Regions from separate parts of the Gossypium hirsutum genome. Here region 2 is linked to region 1. The links are chromatin contacts, called in public Hi-C maps. All regions are on one chromosome and are shown on one strand. The core of a region is the stretch at or near the end of the contact, and the rest is flanking DNA. Distances in the headings are between cores, read along the strand shown.

The links. A called contact is a pair of places that touch in the nucleus more often than the background predicts.
Region 2: a Hi-C map of hypocotyl shows a contact between it and region 1, with 2.1 times the contacts expected there. The contact joins the enhancer-like site here to the promoter of LOC107909698 in region 1. A contact is called at or near these places in 5 of 34 Hi-C or Micro-C datasets (anther, callus, hypocotyl and 2 more).

The regions. Positions count from the first base shown.
Region 1 is chrD02:60,217,319-60,220,971 of Gossypium_hirsutum_v2.1, forward strand. LOC107909698 (protein DETOXIFICATION 29) reads right to left here and starts at 1,502. Exons shown (of 8, transcript XM_016837325.2): 1 at 690-1,502; 2 at 48-589. The coding sequence starts at 1,028.
Region 2 is chrD02:60,264,142-60,267,736 of Gossypium_hirsutum_v2.1, forward strand. No RefSeq gene overlaps it. Among protein-coding and RNA genes, the nearest start is that of LOC107909699, 27 kb to the left of the region's middle. Within about 2 kb of position 1,335, at least 2 of the 9 cell types and tissues checked have an H3K27ac peak or open chromatin away from gene starts, as enhancers often do. A contact at or near this core is called in hypocotyl and leaf, where this site is marked.

The DNA.
Region 1 (3,653 bases), core at 252-2,751:
AATTCATTTTTAAAAGTGATTTTAAGTTTTCTGCCTAGGTGACTTACCAGAGCATTACTGCTGAAGCTAAAGACAATCTAACAAAACCCCACAGATGTTGAAATGCCTTCCCAGAGAAGCCGGTCCAAGTCCGATCACATGCACCGCTAATTATGTACAAAAACTGAGCCACAACAATGAAAATCCACGACATATTTAAAACAACGGCTGCACCCACTAGGCCCCATCCCAGCTTTAGCATCAAGAGCCAGCTTAATACAGTGTGCAGAACCAACGCCACTCCAGCTATCACCGCCATCACCATGATCTTGCTCTGCGCCTGTAAGAACTTCGCCATCGGAAAGTTGAACGCGTAAGCAAACAGTTGAGGCAACATCCATATTGCAAACATTCCGGCCGCCTTCGATATGCTTTCTGTTTGGCCTATTACCCTCAAAAATTTTGCCGCAAATATGTATAACAAGCTTAACATCAAAGCCGTTGAGTTGAGGATGACCCATGATCTTTGCATGTACACCCCTAACATATCAACCTGCCCTGCTCCAAATGCTTGGCCGCATAAAGTTTCGAGTGCACTTCCCATCCCAAGCTATTCAAGTTTTAATCAAGTATTGTGTGATTACTGTTATTTGTAACTAAGCTAACAAAACTAAAACTATTAACAAAGGAAATTTAATTTACAGATTTACCATGACGCCAAAGGAGAAACCGGCGATGACTGAATTCTCCACGGAGACGGCGGCAAGAGCTAGAGTGCCAACTTGGCCGGAAAAGACTTGAGTGATAGCGCCGAGGGAGTATCGGCAGAGAGATGTGAAGATGGCGGGGCCAGCAAGGAACCAGAGCTTCTTGGACTCTATCAGGTATTCTCTGAAGAAGTCACGGACGCCGTTGATCGGTGGGATGTCATCGATGCCGGGCGTGAAGGTGGTGTTTGATGGTCTAGAAAGTAACTGCTCCTGGTGGTGGCTGTCCTCGCCGACTAGCCGAGGGGAAAGAAGCGGTTGCTCAGCGTCCTCCATAGCCATAGGAGAGCACAAAGAGCAATCGGCCAAGATATATATAGATTATATGTTTGGCTAGAAGAATGCTGTGGTTGGAGATTGAGGTAGGGTTTGGATGGACGATTAGGTGCAGTACGGTGTGTTTAGTTTATTTTTTGTCTCACGCTACAGTATTGCTATAGTATCTAATTTTACCGTCACCGCTGTTTTTACACTAACCGCAGGTAAATGCACCGCCTATCTAAACTTACTCTGAAACGGTATAAATTTCTATTCGAATTTAAAAATAAAATTAAATCCGGGCAATTTATGTAAATATGTTGAAAAAAAAACATTTCAGAAATTACACTATCTTTTTAAAAAATTACCGAAACGACTTTTTTTTTATTATAAATTTTATCGATAATTTTTCCTACCATCAAATGTTTTGGTTTTTTTTGCTACATATGACTTTATTTCGGTCTAACATTCCTTTGGTATAAAATGATTTTGCAAAACATGATCAACTCCTTAATACAATGTTTTTATTCTTTTTCTTAAGGGCGAAAACAAAGTTAATATTTTACGCTTTATTCTTGCTCAACCTTTTTTACCATTATTTTAATATTTTAAATATTTATATTGTTATTTTAAAATTGTTTGGATATATTAGAATTAGAATAAAGGGGTTTTTTTTACTTAAATAATATAAAAAATAATATTTAAATACTAAAATGGTATTCTGGTTGAGGTTTATCTTGATCTAAATAGATAATTATATTTAATTAAGTACTTCAATTAACCTCAAACTTCAATTCAATTCATAATTCACCATTTATATAAAATTACTAATTTATCCCTAACATTTTAACTTTTTATAATTTAGTCCTTAAGCTTATAATTTAAAATCTAACTATTTTAATCTAAATCCATGTTAATCAAACATGCAAGGGACCTTAAAAAAACTCTTATTTACCATCATTTCACAAACAAACCCTAGAATTTATACCTTTAACAAATTAGTCCATAATTCCAAAATTCATCAAAAATCTTTTAACAAAACTTGTTTAATTTTCAACAAAGATTCATAATCCATCGTTTAAAATCACAAACTATTCAAAAACATCCATGGCATAACCCTTAAGCTTTAACGGTTTTACAAATTGACCCTTGGGCTAGCTAGATTATGCTACAACAAACTCAAAAACATAAAAATCATTAAAAACGGGGCTCAGAATCACTTAGATGCACTAAAAGAAGCTTGGACGAACCTAGACCTAACCTTAAATGATGAATTTCGATGGTGATAGGAAGAAATGAAGAAGATGAACATGTTTTCTTAGTTTATTTTAGTTTTATTTATTCATCTACCTTTTCGCACTTTAAAAACTATCAAAATTGCAATAAAACCTAATCCATATAAATCCACTAACTAATCAAATGGTCTAATTACCATTTAATTCCTTTAGTTTAAGATTCCATGCCTATTAGACTTCTTTAGCTAATAGAACTCAACTTTTTCATATTTTACTGTTTAGTCTTTTTTACTTAATTAATTAAGCAAACATCAAATTTTCTTAACGAAATTTTAATACGACCTTACTATAATTCCATATAAATTAAAATAATAATAAAATAATAATTTACTCATCAAATTTGTGGTCTCAAAACCACTATTTCGATTTCACTGAAAATGAGTTGTTACATAAATTGATTGATATTATCAAAATTAAATTGAATTTATGCAAAGAATATGACTTTTTTTTTCAAATTAAAAATCAATGTCAAATTTTTTTATTTTTTTTCAATTTTCTATTTAGGCCTTAAATTGAAAATGATTTTTATTAAGCGGAGCAATTTATTCAATAACAAATTTACCAAATGTTTTGTTATATAAAAAAATGGGGAGATTGTTAAACTAAGGTTTATTTGATAATATGTTTTGATATAAAAAATTAAATTATTTTTGAATAAAAGTTGGAGTTGAACAAAATTACAAAATATTGGAAAAATAATTTCTCAAATGAAGTCTAAGAGAAGAAAATTTTGAACACTTATTTTGAAGTCTTAGAAAATTTTTGAATCAACTTTAAAATAAAGTTAAAATTATTTTAAACAAGTAAGAATTCTTTCAAATAATCAAACTATTTTTAAAATAAGTCAATATATCTCTAGATACTTTTTGGCGAAGTATCGATGGTTTTCAAAATATTAATCCCTCTTTTAAAAATGATACCAAATTGACATTCTGTTTTTCACAAATTCAACTAAGTATCGATCTAGTATTGATAATTTTCATATGGTATCGATAACATTTTTCTGGTATCGATATCTTCATCTCCAATGATCACTGAATGCTGTAGTTAATGTAAAAATTAATGATAAATTTTTAGTTGGTATCGATACTCGCTGTTGCAAGTGAGTTTTCACATCCTTAATGACTCTATTAAAATCTCCAACAACCAGAATGGTTGGAAATCAATTAAGGGTTATAAATACCAGCTTCCAAATATCCTACTACAACAATAGAGATAATTCAAGCTTAAAAGATCGATCAATCAACCTTTGTGCTCAACTTTCATACTTTTCTTGTACACACTTGTAAGCTTTCATTGTTATTCTTTTAGCTCAAGTGTATTCTTATTTTTTAGTGCTTAATTGGCAAACAAT
Region 2 (3,595 bases), core at 85-2,584, 47 kb after region 1:
TAATTTGCTCATTTTTTTGAATAAAAGGGACATAATGCAATCTAACTCTTAGTATAAGGGTTTCTACTATTACCTAAAATGTAGAATTGAATTTGAATATTTAAAAAAATATATATTTAAAAAATTTGTAAGTTGATACAATTTTAACAGGGTTTTGGTTCTCTTAATGTTTAGATTTGAGCAAACTATACTATCAGTCTTTTAATTATGGTTAAGTTTTTTTGTCACTTAATTAAAAAAAAAGTTACAATTTTGATCATTATCGTTTTTTGAAATTGTTTTTCTGATCACCTGACGGTTTAGTGGCTAACAGGAGCACTTTTTAGTTGGTACTATAACAATTTTAGTTATCGGCTTTTAAACTTTTTGTCAATTTAATCTTGATTTTATATAAAAATGATAAAAATAGAATTTTTTTTAAAAAATTAGAAAGTTCCGAAGAATATAAAAATTCAAAAAAATAAAAATAGATAAAATTTCAAAAAATTCATAAAGTGAGAGAAAATGAGGTAAAATTATTTTTAAACCCTCCAAAATTTCTTTGTAGTATTTGTATAAAAATATTGAATACCCATTCTTTAAAAATAGAAAAATTAGAAACATTAAGCAAAATTGGTAGTTCTCTATTTTTGACTTCTTTGGTTTTTATAAGAAAAGAAAAAAAATTAGAATATAATTTGTTTTTACGATTTGAGTTTTAAAAGATAAATTTGAATTAATTGAAATTTTGAATTGAGTCTGAAAAAGAAAATTTCGTAATATATTTTGTGTTTTTTTGTTAAAGAAATGATATTAGAGTTGATTTCATAAGTCTCTATAATATCAATTATGGAAGAAATTCTTCAACAACATGGAACTCAGTTTGAAAATATTGCTAATATGGTTTCGAGGAAGTATACATTTGAAATTTTATATTTAATTTTTATATTGAAATATCTAGTTTTTATTAAATAATTTTAAATTTTTTTTATTTTATATAAAACCAAGGTCAAATTAATAAAAAGAAGAAGAATTGAGGATTAAAATTATTCTTATACTAACTAAAAAAATGTCATCATTAACTACTTAAGGTTGAGTGAAAACAGTAATAATTTTGAAAACAATAATGATCAAATTATAGTATCTTTTTAATTAAGTGACTAAAATAAAAATTTATCTATTAATAAAATAATATGCAATGAGTTTATGAAAAACATGAGCAACTGAAGTAAATTATAGGAGTGAAGGTAGAAGCCCATTAGAGCCGAACTCGAAGTTGATAAAATTATGTGGAGTTTAGGCTCATATGATAGAAGAAGTTTTGGTTCAGCATTCATTGCATGATTATGGGTTTTTCTAACTTTCTCCAGGGCATTACTTTAAAACTGTTGAAGAATGGGTTGATTCCTTGGCACATGGGGACACATTTAGACTGGGCTTTAACTTCAATATCATGGGGGATCAACCCCATTTATGATACTCCATAATTATATCTACCAGAATTAATGAGGGATGGAAATCGAGGGCAATTTATCAAAAAAAGTAGTTTTTTTTTTAAATTTATCGAAATGGGTCAATTTTTTGATTATTTACCGGAATTGACCATTTTTCTACGAAATCGCATCCACGTCAGCGCGATGTCAGGGTACGTGTCAGAACATCGCGTCCACGTCAGTGCGATTTGCTTACGTGGACACAAATCGCGCCTACGAGGACTCGATTTGCTGACGTGGATGAACAGTTTATGCTTTTAAGCTTGGAAAACTTTGAAAGGCCATAACTTTTGGCTCGGTTGTCCGATTGAGACGATTTTTTTTTATTTCGAATAACTTTTTGAGATCTACACGCTGACAAATTGCCGAAGGCGGTTTGCCACAGTTTTCGTCGAAAAAGATCCTTTTTGCCCCTAAATTTTGATTTTTTCAGTTTAAAATTGAATTTTGAAACATTCAAATCATTATTTTCCTTATTTATTTGAAGTAAACACCGGATCTTTTTTTACAGAATTGTCTTATATCATCCTGTTATAGGTATAAGTCAGCTCATTCCACTTTTGAGAAGTTCCCTAAAATTTTCCATTTTATTCAATTTTGTCCCAAAAACCTAAATAGTCATATTTTCAAATCTAAGCTTCGTTTTTCAATTCAAATTCAATTTCATCCTTCCATGACATTCAAATATTCTTAAATACAAAAATTTCATGCTAATTTTGAAATAATTACACTTTAGTCCCTAACTCGTAACTAACAAATTATACTTTACAAATTCGTCCCTATTCATCTCTAAGAAGTTTGTCAGCGCGTAGATCTCGAAAAGTTATTCGAAATAAAATAAATCGTCTCAATCGGACAATCGAGCCAAAAGTTATGGCCTTACAATTTTTTTCAAGCTAAAAAACATAAACTGTTCATGCCACGTCAGCAAATCGCGTCCTCTAGGGCGCGATTTCCGTCCACGTTAGCAAGTCGCGTTGATGTGGACGCGATTTCCTGGCCCGTACCCTGACATCGCGCTGACGTGGACGCGATTTCGCGGAAAATGGACCATTCCGGTAAATAATTAAATAGTTGGCCCATTTCGGTAAATTTTAAAAAAAAGGGCTTTTATTGGTAAAATACCTGAAAATCGAAAACCGACTACAATATCACAATACATTTACTTGCTATAAAAAAAACCAACCACTTATTTTTAGGGGTGTAAATTCAGTCGATTCGATTCTTTATATAAAAAATAAAATAAATTGAATTATTTACATAAATTAAATAAATCAAATTGAAAATTTTCGGTTCTATTTGGTTTTGCAATTTTTAGATATTTTTAATTATCTTCTTTCTTCGTATTACTTTTAATTTTATAAAAATTCATTATAAAAATATTAAAAATCAAATCAAACATTTTAATCAACCCAAAAAATATTTATTTTACCAACATACAATTTCCATGTCTTCTACTATTCTTAATGGGCATATATCAATTCGGGTTTTTGTATATTAAATATTAAAAATTAAAAATGAATATCATTAAAAAAATTAAATTATCAATTTGAGTTTTAAATATTAATGGAATTGAGCTATTAAGAGTATTAAATTTTAATAGGTATTTGGGTTTAAAGTTTAAATTTAGATTTGGGTGTATAAATAGATTATGGGCTTTTAGCTTTATAGGTTATAACCTTAATAAGTTAATTCGATTTAAAATGTCAAAATAAAGAATCGTCTGAATAAATTAATTGAATCAAACATGAAAATCGATTAAATTTAAAAATTAAATAAACTAAAAAAATATTCAAAATTTTTAATTTGATTCACTTTCTTTATGCCATGCTATCTTCATGGTTGGATAGCATTGGTTTAGAGTAAGTTTAGCTTTGTTTCTCAGAAGTATTTTTGGGTAAAAAAACACTTTTGATGAAAAGTTAAAATTTTTTACTTTTCTTTTTGATTAAAAAAGTACTTTTGCAAAAAATTTTATTAGCTTAAAAACATATTGTTTAACAATAATTTTATTTCAAAAGTACTTTTTATCCTAAAATATTGCTATTTATTTATTTTGTTTGACTGAAAAATATTTTCCTTTCATCCCTTCAACAACACCAACCACTTTGATTATTATTATT